Linked DNA regions of Rattus norvegicus: region 1 is linked to region 2. The links are chromatin contacts, called in public Hi-C maps. All regions are on one chromosome and are shown on one strand. Each heading gives the region's core, a stretch centred on a gene start, on an enhancer-like site or on the middle of the called end of the contact. The rest is flanking DNA. Distances are from core to core; before and after follow the strand shown. Region 1 holds the start of LOC102553046. Region 2 holds the start of C1h11orf86 (similar to human chromosome 11 open reading frame 86).

The links. A called contact is a pair of places that touch in the nucleus more often than the background predicts.
Region 1: a contact with region 2 is called in a Hi-C map of kidney, with 4 times the contacts expected there. The contact joins the promoter of LOC102553046 here to the promoter of C1h11orf86 in region 2.

The regions. Positions count from the first base shown.
Region 1 is chr1:211,448,375-211,453,455 of GRCr8, reverse strand. LOC102553046 reads left to right here and starts at 1,604. Exons shown (of 2, transcript XM_039101326.2): 1 at 1,604-1,767. It overlaps Sptbn2 (spectrin, beta, non-erythrocytic 2), which reads right to left. Exons shown (of 37, transcript NM_019167.2): 8 at 3,843-3,955; 9 at 3,533-3,720; 10 at 1,490-1,607; 11 at 769-927; 12 at 170-472.
Region 2 is chr1:211,212,363-211,217,545 of GRCr8, reverse strand. It overlaps C1h11orf86 (similar to human chromosome 11 open reading frame 86), which reads left to right and starts at 2,207. Exons shown (of 2, transcript NM_001109521.1): 1 at 2,207-2,542; 2 at 3,239-4,114. The coding sequence starts at 2,270. The coding sequence ends at 3,337.

The DNA.
Region 1 (5,081 bases), core at 355-2,854, 240 kb before region 2:
TTAGAAGTCCCTGCTATGGTGCTGTGGTTGTTTTTAATCAGACCCTTTGTCCCTTAGGCTGGGAGTCCCATAGGGACAGTAGTGCACGCTATGAGGAGGGGCTGAGTGGGTGAGTGAGGTAGACAGCCACACCCCAGGACTCCTGCCCAGCTGAGTCAGCCACTGCTACCTTCATCTCTGCCATCCAGTCCATGAGGTAGAGCAGGTCCTGAAACACCTTCTGCAGCTCCAGGTTGAGAAGGAGCCGCTCACGGCGGGCGGCCACCATCTCTCGTAAGAAGTCCCAGAGCCGGGCCACGTTGTTCTGCCGCGCCGCAATGCGCTTAATGTCATGGTAGTGCTCAGCGGCCAGTTCTGCGGCTACGGCGTCCACCGCTTGCACCCGGCCGCTGTAGGCCACAATGTCTGTCTCAATGGCTTCATGCTTCCGCACTGCTGCCTCCACTGCTGCCAGCTCCAGGCCAAAGTTGTCCTGTGACAGAGGAGGGGAGGGGAGTGTTGAGAGCCAAGGGACAGGGCCTCTGCTTGCTCTGTCTATTCCCCAGCGCACACTGACTGCCAGAGCCAACTTTAAGTAGTGGCTTTCTGTCCCCTCTCTATCTCCTCATCCTGCCTTGCTCTCTTTTCTCCTGGGCAAGCCTTGGGCCCACAGATCCTGAGTTTCCTGCATGACAGAACTGTTTTATCCTCTTGCCACTCTGCGGGAACACTTCCCTGGTCCTGTCTCTCTCCCTACCAGCCTGGGTGTGTCTGAAATGTGAGTCCTACCTGGGAGACGAGGCGCTGGTTCTCACTGAGCCAGGTCTCCCGCATGGCAGCCTTGCGGTCGAAGCGAGCAGCCAGTTGCTCCAGCTTCTCCTGGCGGATCAGCTCCGTGCGCAGGGCCAGCTCTCGCTCATGTTCGGCTTTCTCTAGCCGCTCCCAGGCCTGTGAGGTAGAAATTGGATTAGTACAATGGGACCGGGGTAGAGGTCAGAAGGCTGTGCTATAGAAACATAGACCTGCTGGACCCAGTTCAGTGTCACAGAAGCTGGGTCTAGCAGATCCACGGAATGGCCTCGCCGAGGCACCTGTGCCTGAATAGGGAGAGGTTCCGGGCGCATCGTGAAGCCACATAATAACTGTTTGCTTCTGGACAAGGTATGAGGTCATCTATGGAAAATGTCTGATTTGTCTACAGAGGTTGGACTCTGTGGGCAAACCTTAGTTTCCCTGCTTTGGTTTTACAGTTCTGTTTGTAAAAACAGAGGTAGAGACAGTGAAACGGGGCATGTTGAACAAAAGCCTGATTTATGTTGTGGCTCTGTATGGAGAGCGAGGGGGAAAGAGACCACAATCATATGAGAGGATAGCAGAGTCAGGTCTGGGCGTGTGGGCAGCAGGGCAAGGGCTTGGTGGAGGTCAAGAAGGCCCCAGGTCACGAGAGGCATGAGAAGTACACAAGCCAAACATGGCCATCTGTGGATGTTAAATTAAGGGAGGCATGGACCTTGTTGATGTCCGAGATGAGCCGGCCTTCGCGTGGTGTGTAGACTTTCTGGTTGTTGGCCCGCAGCTTACTCTGGATGGTGAAGAGCAACACCTCCAAGTTCCCTTTCTCTGTGAACCTGCAGAAGAAGTCGAGTTGAGATCAGAGGGATCAGAGGCAAAGACTACAGGGGACCCGAAGCCTCAACTCTATGGCACAGAATATCCATGCTGCTTTTCTTCTCATGGAGGCAATACAAGCTTTTCGTGTGAAAGCGAAAAAAAACCAAACACTAGCAGGTAAGCCAAAAGGACACGCTTCTTTTTTGTTTTTGTTTTTGTAACTATGTAGACCAGGCTGGCCCTGATCTCATAAATGTGCTTCCCTCTGAGGGCTGGGATTAAAATTGTGTCCCACCCACACTTTGCTTCTCTTTCTTTTGGGGGCAGAGGTCTTGCTAGGTAGCCCAGGCTAGCCTTCAACTCATAATCCCCCTGCCTCAACCTTTAGAGGTTTAAGTTTAGGTTAGCATCACTATGCTTGGCTTAAGAACATTATCTATCTGTCTGTCCATCCATCCATCCATCCATCCATCCATCCATCCATCCATCCATCCACTACTTACTCACTCACTAACTACAGGTCAGGGCCTCATGCATGCTAAGCACATGCTCTACCACTGAGTACATCTGCACCTCTTTAAGGGAACTTTCTGTCTCATCAAAGGTCTCACTAAGTTACCCAGGTTGGCTTTGAACTTGAGCTTGTGACCCTCCTGTCTCAGCTTTCTGCGTAGTCTGGACCATAAGCCTCAACTCCATGCTCAGCAGGAACATCATTTTAAAGTAGCCAAAAGCTCTATGGAAACGGTGGCTGTTGTTTCCATTCAAGCACTACAGGGAGCTACAGTAACCAGAGCTCAGTGACCAACAGAGTGGCCGTGACCAGGGCCTTGGCTCTCGCCCCTTCTCAGCACTTTGCACATGGTAACTTCCCATCACAGTCTCTGTTCTCTCCTCTGTTTTCCAGAGGAGGAAACTAAAGACGAACAAGCTCTACAAGTTCTCCACCTCACAACAGTAGGGTGGCAGAGCCAGGATTTGAACTCAGGGACTTTAAACTTGGATTCTTATAACTTTGCTGTGGCTTGTGAAGAGCTTGTAGCCTACTTCTTCGACTGTGGCAACCTTTTCCTGTCATTTGGGGGCTACTATCTTCTGTTGGTTGCTGCGTGAACATGACTTATTTTTCCTACATTACAAAGGTCATGTTAGAGTGTCCTTGAGATTTCATCTTTGCTGGATGCCCCGAAGAGTATTTTCCAGGCAAAAGACACACAAATGCAAACACACAAGCACACGCGCACAGGCATGCACACACACTCACGCACGCCCTTGCCTGTACTATATAGCATTGCTAACAGCCATCTTATACATGAAGAAACAATTATCTAATTATCTTTGTGGTGCTCACGCTGTCGGCCACACCATATACTACTAGCTGCTGACTTGCCTATCAGGTCCAGTCCTGTCTATTCCTACACTGACACTACACTGTTGCATGGCCCCAGCTTGTCTATATGTCTGTCTGTCTGTCTGTCTGTCTGTCTGTCTGTCTGTCTATATCCCCCACCCTCATCTCCACCCCCTCTGCAGAACTTTCTCCGATGCCCAGGTTGGCACTCACTATGGCTGGCCTCAGAACTCACAGCAAAATCTTCCTGCCTCAGACTCCCAAGTGCTGGAATTCGCAGGTGCAGCCACAGTGGCTGGCTCACAACCAGTAATCTTTATCTGATGGGTTTCACTGACTCGACACGCCACGGCAATCATTCTTCCATGGCATGCTTTTGGAAAATGGCTAGTCATTAGAAAATGTGTTTTGGAACAAGCATGCTGCTTGGATGCTTCCAGCACTTTGAGAGGAGGGAAACTTAAGCCTTGGCTGCACTTCTGCGCTACCAAGTGTCCCTCCCAAAAAGCTGCCCTCATTTAGGCTTTCTCTCAAGTGAGCACAGCTCTGGGCAGGCATGCTCTGGCAGGGTGGGGCCCAGGGGACACCTACTTGGGTGGCTTCTCCACCGTGCGGTAGGAATTGAAAGACTGCAGCTGGTTCTGGACGCCACTCAGGGAGTTGGCCAGCTGTCGGTCATTGAGGGTCACAATCGTTTGCTCGATCCACTGCAGCAGTTCAGAGGCCAGGGACTCATATTTCTCTACCAGGTGTTCTGCCTCCATGGCATGGTCCAGGACCTGTGGGACAGGAGCCAGGCAGGTGGGTAACTCACCCAGGGCGATGGCTCTGCCCAGTCCCATTTTAGGAGTAAGCCCTACACCAGGCCTCCTCTGGCCCTACGCCGCTGTCTCACAGGTACCTTGCCAATCCTTTTGCCTTCCACAGCCAGGGCCTTCATCTTCGAGAAGTAGTGGTAGTAAGTGGCCACGTAGGTGATGATGGACTTCTCATCGGGTTGGTCTACGTTCACATCTGAGGAAAAGGACCTGGGTGAGGCGGACATCACACACCTGCCTCCCTTCCAGAAGTAGCCCAAAACCTGACCCACTCACCTCATGCCAAGGGCCCCCAGCCCTCCAGAGCTGACCCATCTTTTCAGATACCTTTAGAGCAGTGGTTCTCAACCTTCCTAATATTCTTTGATACACACACTGGGCAGTTCCTCACACTGGGCAGTGTTAGCCACACCTTTAATCCCAGCACTCAGGAGGCAGAGGCAGGCAGTTATCTGAGTTTGAGGCCAGCCTAATCTACAGAATGAGTTCCAGGACAGCCAGAGCCACACAGAGAAACCTTGTCTTGAAATGCGAAAACGAAATGCAGTTCCTCAGGTTACGGTGATCTCCAACCATAAAATTATTTTCATTGCTGCTATGAATCATAATGTGCTTATCTGATATGAGGGATATCAGATTTGCGACCCCTGTGAAAGGGTCGAACCCACAGGTTGAGAACCTGTGCTTTAGAGCCAAGTAACAACTGAATCATTCCAAATGCCTCTTGGATATGGTAAGGGCCTGCTAAGCAGAGGGGAGGGGGAGGGAGAAAAGCCCAGGTGACATTTTACCCAGAATACTTAACATACAGTAAAGCTGGCTGTTTATAACGAAAAGCAAGCAAAGAATACAATACCACTCCCAGGTGGTGGATCACGGACCCCTAGGCTAGAGAAATGTCTAAAGAGTTAGTGGGTTGAGGGACATTGGGACAGCCATTGTAAGCTAAGCCTCCTGAGTCTGGCTGGGTGCAGCACAGCAGGGACAGATCTGGCTCCCAAAGTCCAGCCATGGGTATAGCCAAGGGGGTAAGTACCCTTCAGACCTGGCATTCCCTCCACTCAACCACAGCTGTCGAGGACTTGGCATCCCTGAGCTGTTGGACTTGGGCCACAGATTCCTCCTCTCAAAGGCCAGACTATGGGACTGGAAGCCCCTCACAGCTTTCAGAAAACACCCAAGCAAGCTGGAGCTCCTGAAGTCACAGGACCCTTCACTTTGCTCCCGAGTTCTGCAGAACAGCTGTGCTTTGCAAACTTTCTCCAAGGAGCTTTGCACTTAGCCTCACTCTGTGTCTAAGCAGCCAAGACACTGAGTGACAA
Region 2 (5,183 bases), core at 958-3,457:
TCGTTCTGCTGTGGGTAGCCTCACTCCATGTTCATACCATTTTTCCCATCCAACCCATTTTATAGATGAGGAAACTTACAAGAGAAGTGTTCACACACAAGAATAGATGTCATCGACTTGCTTTGAACATGCATCCAAGACCCTCTGCACCCTAGTTAAGTCACACAGTGGCCTGAGACCCTCTGCACCCTAGTTAAGTCACACAGTGGCCTGAGACCCTCTGCACCCTAGTTAAGTCACACAGTGGCCTGAGACCCTCTGCACCCTAGTTAAGTCACACAGTGGCCTGAGAACCTCTGCACCCTAGTTAAGTCACACAGTGGCCTGAGTTCTTGTTGTTGTTTGCTTGCTTGTTTTGTGTTCTGAGACAAGGTTTTTCTGTATAACAACCCTGTCCTGGACTTGTAGACCCAGCTGACTTCAAACCCACAGAGATCTGCTTGCTCTTGCCTCCTGAGTGCTGGGGCTAAAGATATCCGCTAAAGGTTGCCTGCCTGGCTTTAGCCTGAGTCCTTTGTCACTCTTACATGGAGGGGACCAAAGACAGAAGGATGTAACCCAAGGTCACAGAGCTTGAAGCAATGAAATGGCAGTCTACTTAGAAGGCAGTGGTCCCTAGGGCCTGAGCTCTTAACCATGTGCTTTGCTAGAATATTGAGGGCAAAGCTAAAGCTGGAAATATTCAGTTCTCCTGACACCTCCCCTGGCCCTGTCCTGGTTTCTCACACACACACACCTCGCCAGGCTGAGGATGAAGCATACTTGGTACAGTGCTTGCCAAGCGTGCGTGAGGATCCGTGTTCTGTTCCCAGCACTAACTACACAAGGCATAGTGACCCATACTTGTAACCCAAGAATTCAGAAGGTGGAGGAGGGCAGAGATCAGGAGTTCAAGATTAACCTCTGCCACATAGTGAGGCCCATCTGGGCAACATAAGACCCTGTCTAAAACAAAACAAAAGTCTGGCACTGAAATAATATTTACTGTGGGCCATTTTTTTTTGCTCTGTGTCTCTGTATGGGGTATGTGAAGGGTGTGTGTGTGTGTGTGTGTGTGTGTGTGTGTGTGTGTGTGTAGGCCAGAAGTTGACATCAGGTATCTTCCTCTGTCATTATCTTTATTTTCTTCTTCTTCTTCTTCTTCTTCTTCTTCTTCTTCTTCTTCTTCTTCTTCTTCTTCTTCTTCTTCTTCTTCTTCTTCTTCTTTTTTTCTTTTCTTTTTTTGGTTTTTGAGAGAGGAACTAACTGTGTAGACCAGCCTGACCTAAAAGTCACAGAGATCCCCTGACATGAGCACTGAGATAAAAGACATGAGCCACCTCACCTGGCCTCACCTTTTTACATTTTCAAATTACATCTGTTTGTTTGTGTATTCTTGAAGCATGTGTGGTGGAGAGAGGACAACGTGTAGGAGCCAGGTTGGTGAATCCCAAGGATCAAACTCAGGTTGTAAGGCCTGGCAGTGCCTGGACCCACTCAACCATACCGATAACCTTCACCTTATTTTTTGAGATAGCGTCTCTCACTGAACCAGGAACTCACCAGTGCAGCTCAAACAGGGACTGCAAAACCCAGGGAGTTTCCTGTCTCTCCCTGGGCCTGAGGTGACAGATGTGTGCTGCACATTCACCTTTTCCCAGGGCCACCAGGGAACCAAACTCACATCCTGTGTAGCAAGCACTTTATGAATGAACCATCTCCCCAGCCCCTCCCTGCAGGTCATGGTTTTGGGTGTGTGCCACTGACCTCCAGAGTGCGTTTCACCTTGTAAAAATGAAAGTCTGGAGCCATTAAAACAACTACTGTCCACTGTCTGGCCCTGCCTTACCCAATTTCACTCTGGTATTTATGATCTTGACTGTTCTAGATTGAAACTGTTCTGTTCCCTCTTCTGTTGTGGAAGTAATCTTTGCCAATGAGGTGAGTGGCATGGCCAGCCAAGACCAAGTCCAGAGGAGGCCAGTCAAGTCTCCAGGTGGAGTGATCAGAGAAGGCTTCTGAGGGGAGAAGGAAAGACAATCGGAGCCAGTTCAGCATTCGGAAGGATCCTGAGCTGGAAGCCAGCCTGGGCTATATAGCCCCATAGGGTGAGGAGTTAATGGGGAAATGACTCAGAGATGTTTAGCCTTTGTGGCCTGCCCTTTGGTTTATGACGGCCACCTCAGCAACACTGACCTTTGCCCTCAGGTGATGTCCCGTCATATGAGTGAAGGCACCAGGCCCTCTCACAAAACTAGTGGCTTACAGACCAGTGCTAGCTTCTAGAACCATGGGGACCAGCCTGCGCAGTCAGTCCTTTCGAGAACCCCGGCCCTGCTATGGGAGGCTCCATGAGTCCCACGGGAGATCTCTGGAGGGCCGACTCCGCCGGGCACTGAGCCTCAGACAGGGCCGTGAAAAGTCCAGGTCCCAGGGCCCCAATGGCTCGGAAGGGCTGGAAGTCTCTGTCCAGGAGCGGCTGCCAGGGACCCTAGGAGACACAGAACAGCTGATCCAAACCCAGAGAGGAGGGAGTCGACGGTGGCTGAGACAATACCAACAGGTGCGGCTTCAAATTGAATTATCGGTTTCGCGGGGAAGGATGGGGACTTGGGGCAGCAAAAGGTTAAGAGCACAGCTGACCTGAGGGAAGCCAAGCAAAATGCCCAGGGATTGAGTGCATTTGACTAAAAGCAGTTGTGATTTTTTCCCCCTGTGGGCACTGGGGATTCACTGAAGGTTGGAGGAGAGTGGGCTAATGGAACCTGGGTGTAATATGGTGAGAGCTGTGGCTGTTTTGAGATGGGGTCTCACTAAGTAGTCCAGAGTGGCCTGTAACTTTTTTTTTTCTTTTTCTTTTTTTCGGAGCTGGGGACCGAACCCAGGGTCTTGCACTTGCTAGTAACTCTTGATCCTACTCTGTACTGAGTGCTGGGAGTACAGGCATACATTACCACACAAGCCTTTCAGAGCTGTATTAAGATGATTAATGTAATCCTGTGTTGCAAGGGTGACTAGAGCAGGGGCAGGAGGCAGGGAGATTGGCCAATGCAACTTCTGGCAAGTTACCGTCCTTACCTCTCACCAGGGAAGAAGAGGAGATTCTCCCACACATCCTGGCCCTGCCTTCCATGGGGAAGGGTCTCCCCTCCCCCAGGAGTTTAGCTTCTCTTTCATGGCTCTAGCCCCACCTGGTGGCTATGAGTGGAACACCACTTGAAGCCACTACTATGATGTTTTCCCTACTTTGGTCTTCCAGCAGGTGAAAAGAAGGTGGAGGAGCTTTGTTGCCAGCTTTCCCAGTGTCACCCTGAGTCAACCAGCCTCCCCAGAGGCCTTGTTGGACACCAACAGCTAGAGCTGCTGTGACTGCCCCTCACTCCACAGGCTGCACTCTTGTGTCTCCTCGTCTGCCTCTACATGGCTTTCCTGGACTCTGAACTGCTCCAGCCTTCGAACTTTGTCTTATGACCCAAGGAGGCCTCTGTCACCAGATCATCCAAGGTCCCATGTGGCTGCCCTTCTTGGTTCTGGCCCCTATCTCTTAGCCAAGACCTCTGCAGGCCTGAGGAGAAGATGCTTGGCTCTCTGCCTTTTGGGTTTAATGACTCCTGGGTTTATGAAGACCTTGAGGATCTAAACTGGAATGAGAGCAGCAACTTTGACCCCCTGACCCCACACAGACCAGCCACCCACTTCCAGGTCGGGGTTCAGTGAAGCCAAAGAAAGGCTGAGAACTTCGTAAATATCACCTGGTCTAGGACCAAGTTCCACCTGCCTTTCTGGGCAGCTGCTAGTGACTGGCCAAGACTTGGGCCTCCCTCATAGACTGTGAGCCTTCAAAGGCTAGGACCATGTCTGGACTGTCCTCGGTGTGGGTGCTGTATGCCTGGGAAGCCCAAACATGCATCTCGATGCCTTTGGACTTCATGATATCCCGATGAAGGAAGCAGGGAAATCTTCACTCCCTGTGTGGCAGAGGGAAACTGAGGCCAGAAGTGGAGAAGAGACCTTCCTCCTACACACCACACAAACACACACACACACACACACACACACACACACACACACACACACACACACCACAATGCCAAACACTGGGATTGAAACATTAATAAAGCCACTGAGCTGAAAGAAACTATTTGCCTCGTGACTAATATACAAGTTCCAAGCCTCTCCCAACTCCTGTGAGACAGGCCAGGCCCAGAGTCCACGCTCTTACTCTGAAGAGCAACACAGTGATGGGCTCCTTGTTTTCTCACAGCTCAGAAACCTGGTAGAACCTCTAAGGCATAAAAGAAGGCCTGGGCAGTATCTGTCCCTGGTGGCCATTGGGAACTTGGCCTAGAAGCTAGACTGTGGGAACAGAGCAGAAACTTTTAAAATTACGTTTTTATTTGTATGATCACATACGTGTGTTTGTGTGTGTGTGTGTGTGTGTGTGTGTGTGTTCGTGTGTGTGTGCATGACACAGTGTACCTGTGAAAGTCAGAGAACAACTTTCAGAGTTGGTCCTGGGATGTCAAGGACACACAGCCACTGATTTCCCCACTGAGCAATCTTGCCAGCTCTATCTGTTTATTTTGAGGTAAGATCTCTTGTAGCCAACGCTAGCCTCAGACTCACCGTAAAGCCAAAGCTGGCCTTGTACTCCTGACCCCCCAACCTCTAACTCCCAGATGCTGGGATTACAGGGATGTGTCGATACACCTGACTCTTGACCTTCTGACGTGGCCTCCAGAGCTGTGAGTCAGCATCTCAAGTTTCTAGTTTGGGGTCACTTGTGCCAGAGGACATGAGAATCTCATGTGCTTGGGGGTTTTAGCCACTCAGTAGGACCACGACATTATCAGTCTGAATCATTGACTAGGGAGTAGGGGTTACACCCACAGCCTGTGCCGACCAAAGCTCATAGGACAAGGCTGCCTCTCCTTGAACTTGCTGTGAACGTCCCTTTCAGACCATGCTGGCTGCATTGTAGGTGTTCAGGAAGTATGTATTGCACATGGATCAGCATGGACAAAGGCTAGATCTCAGACAGGCTGTGGTGTGATTCAGAAGCACAAACTGCTCAAAGGTATCAGACCTCAATGCCCTGCCTCAAAGGCCTCAGACCACAATGCCCTGCCTCAAAGGTCTCAGACTGCAATGCCCTGGTTCAGGCACTGCGTGTATTTGCTGCGAGATCGATTTCTTTCCCTGCT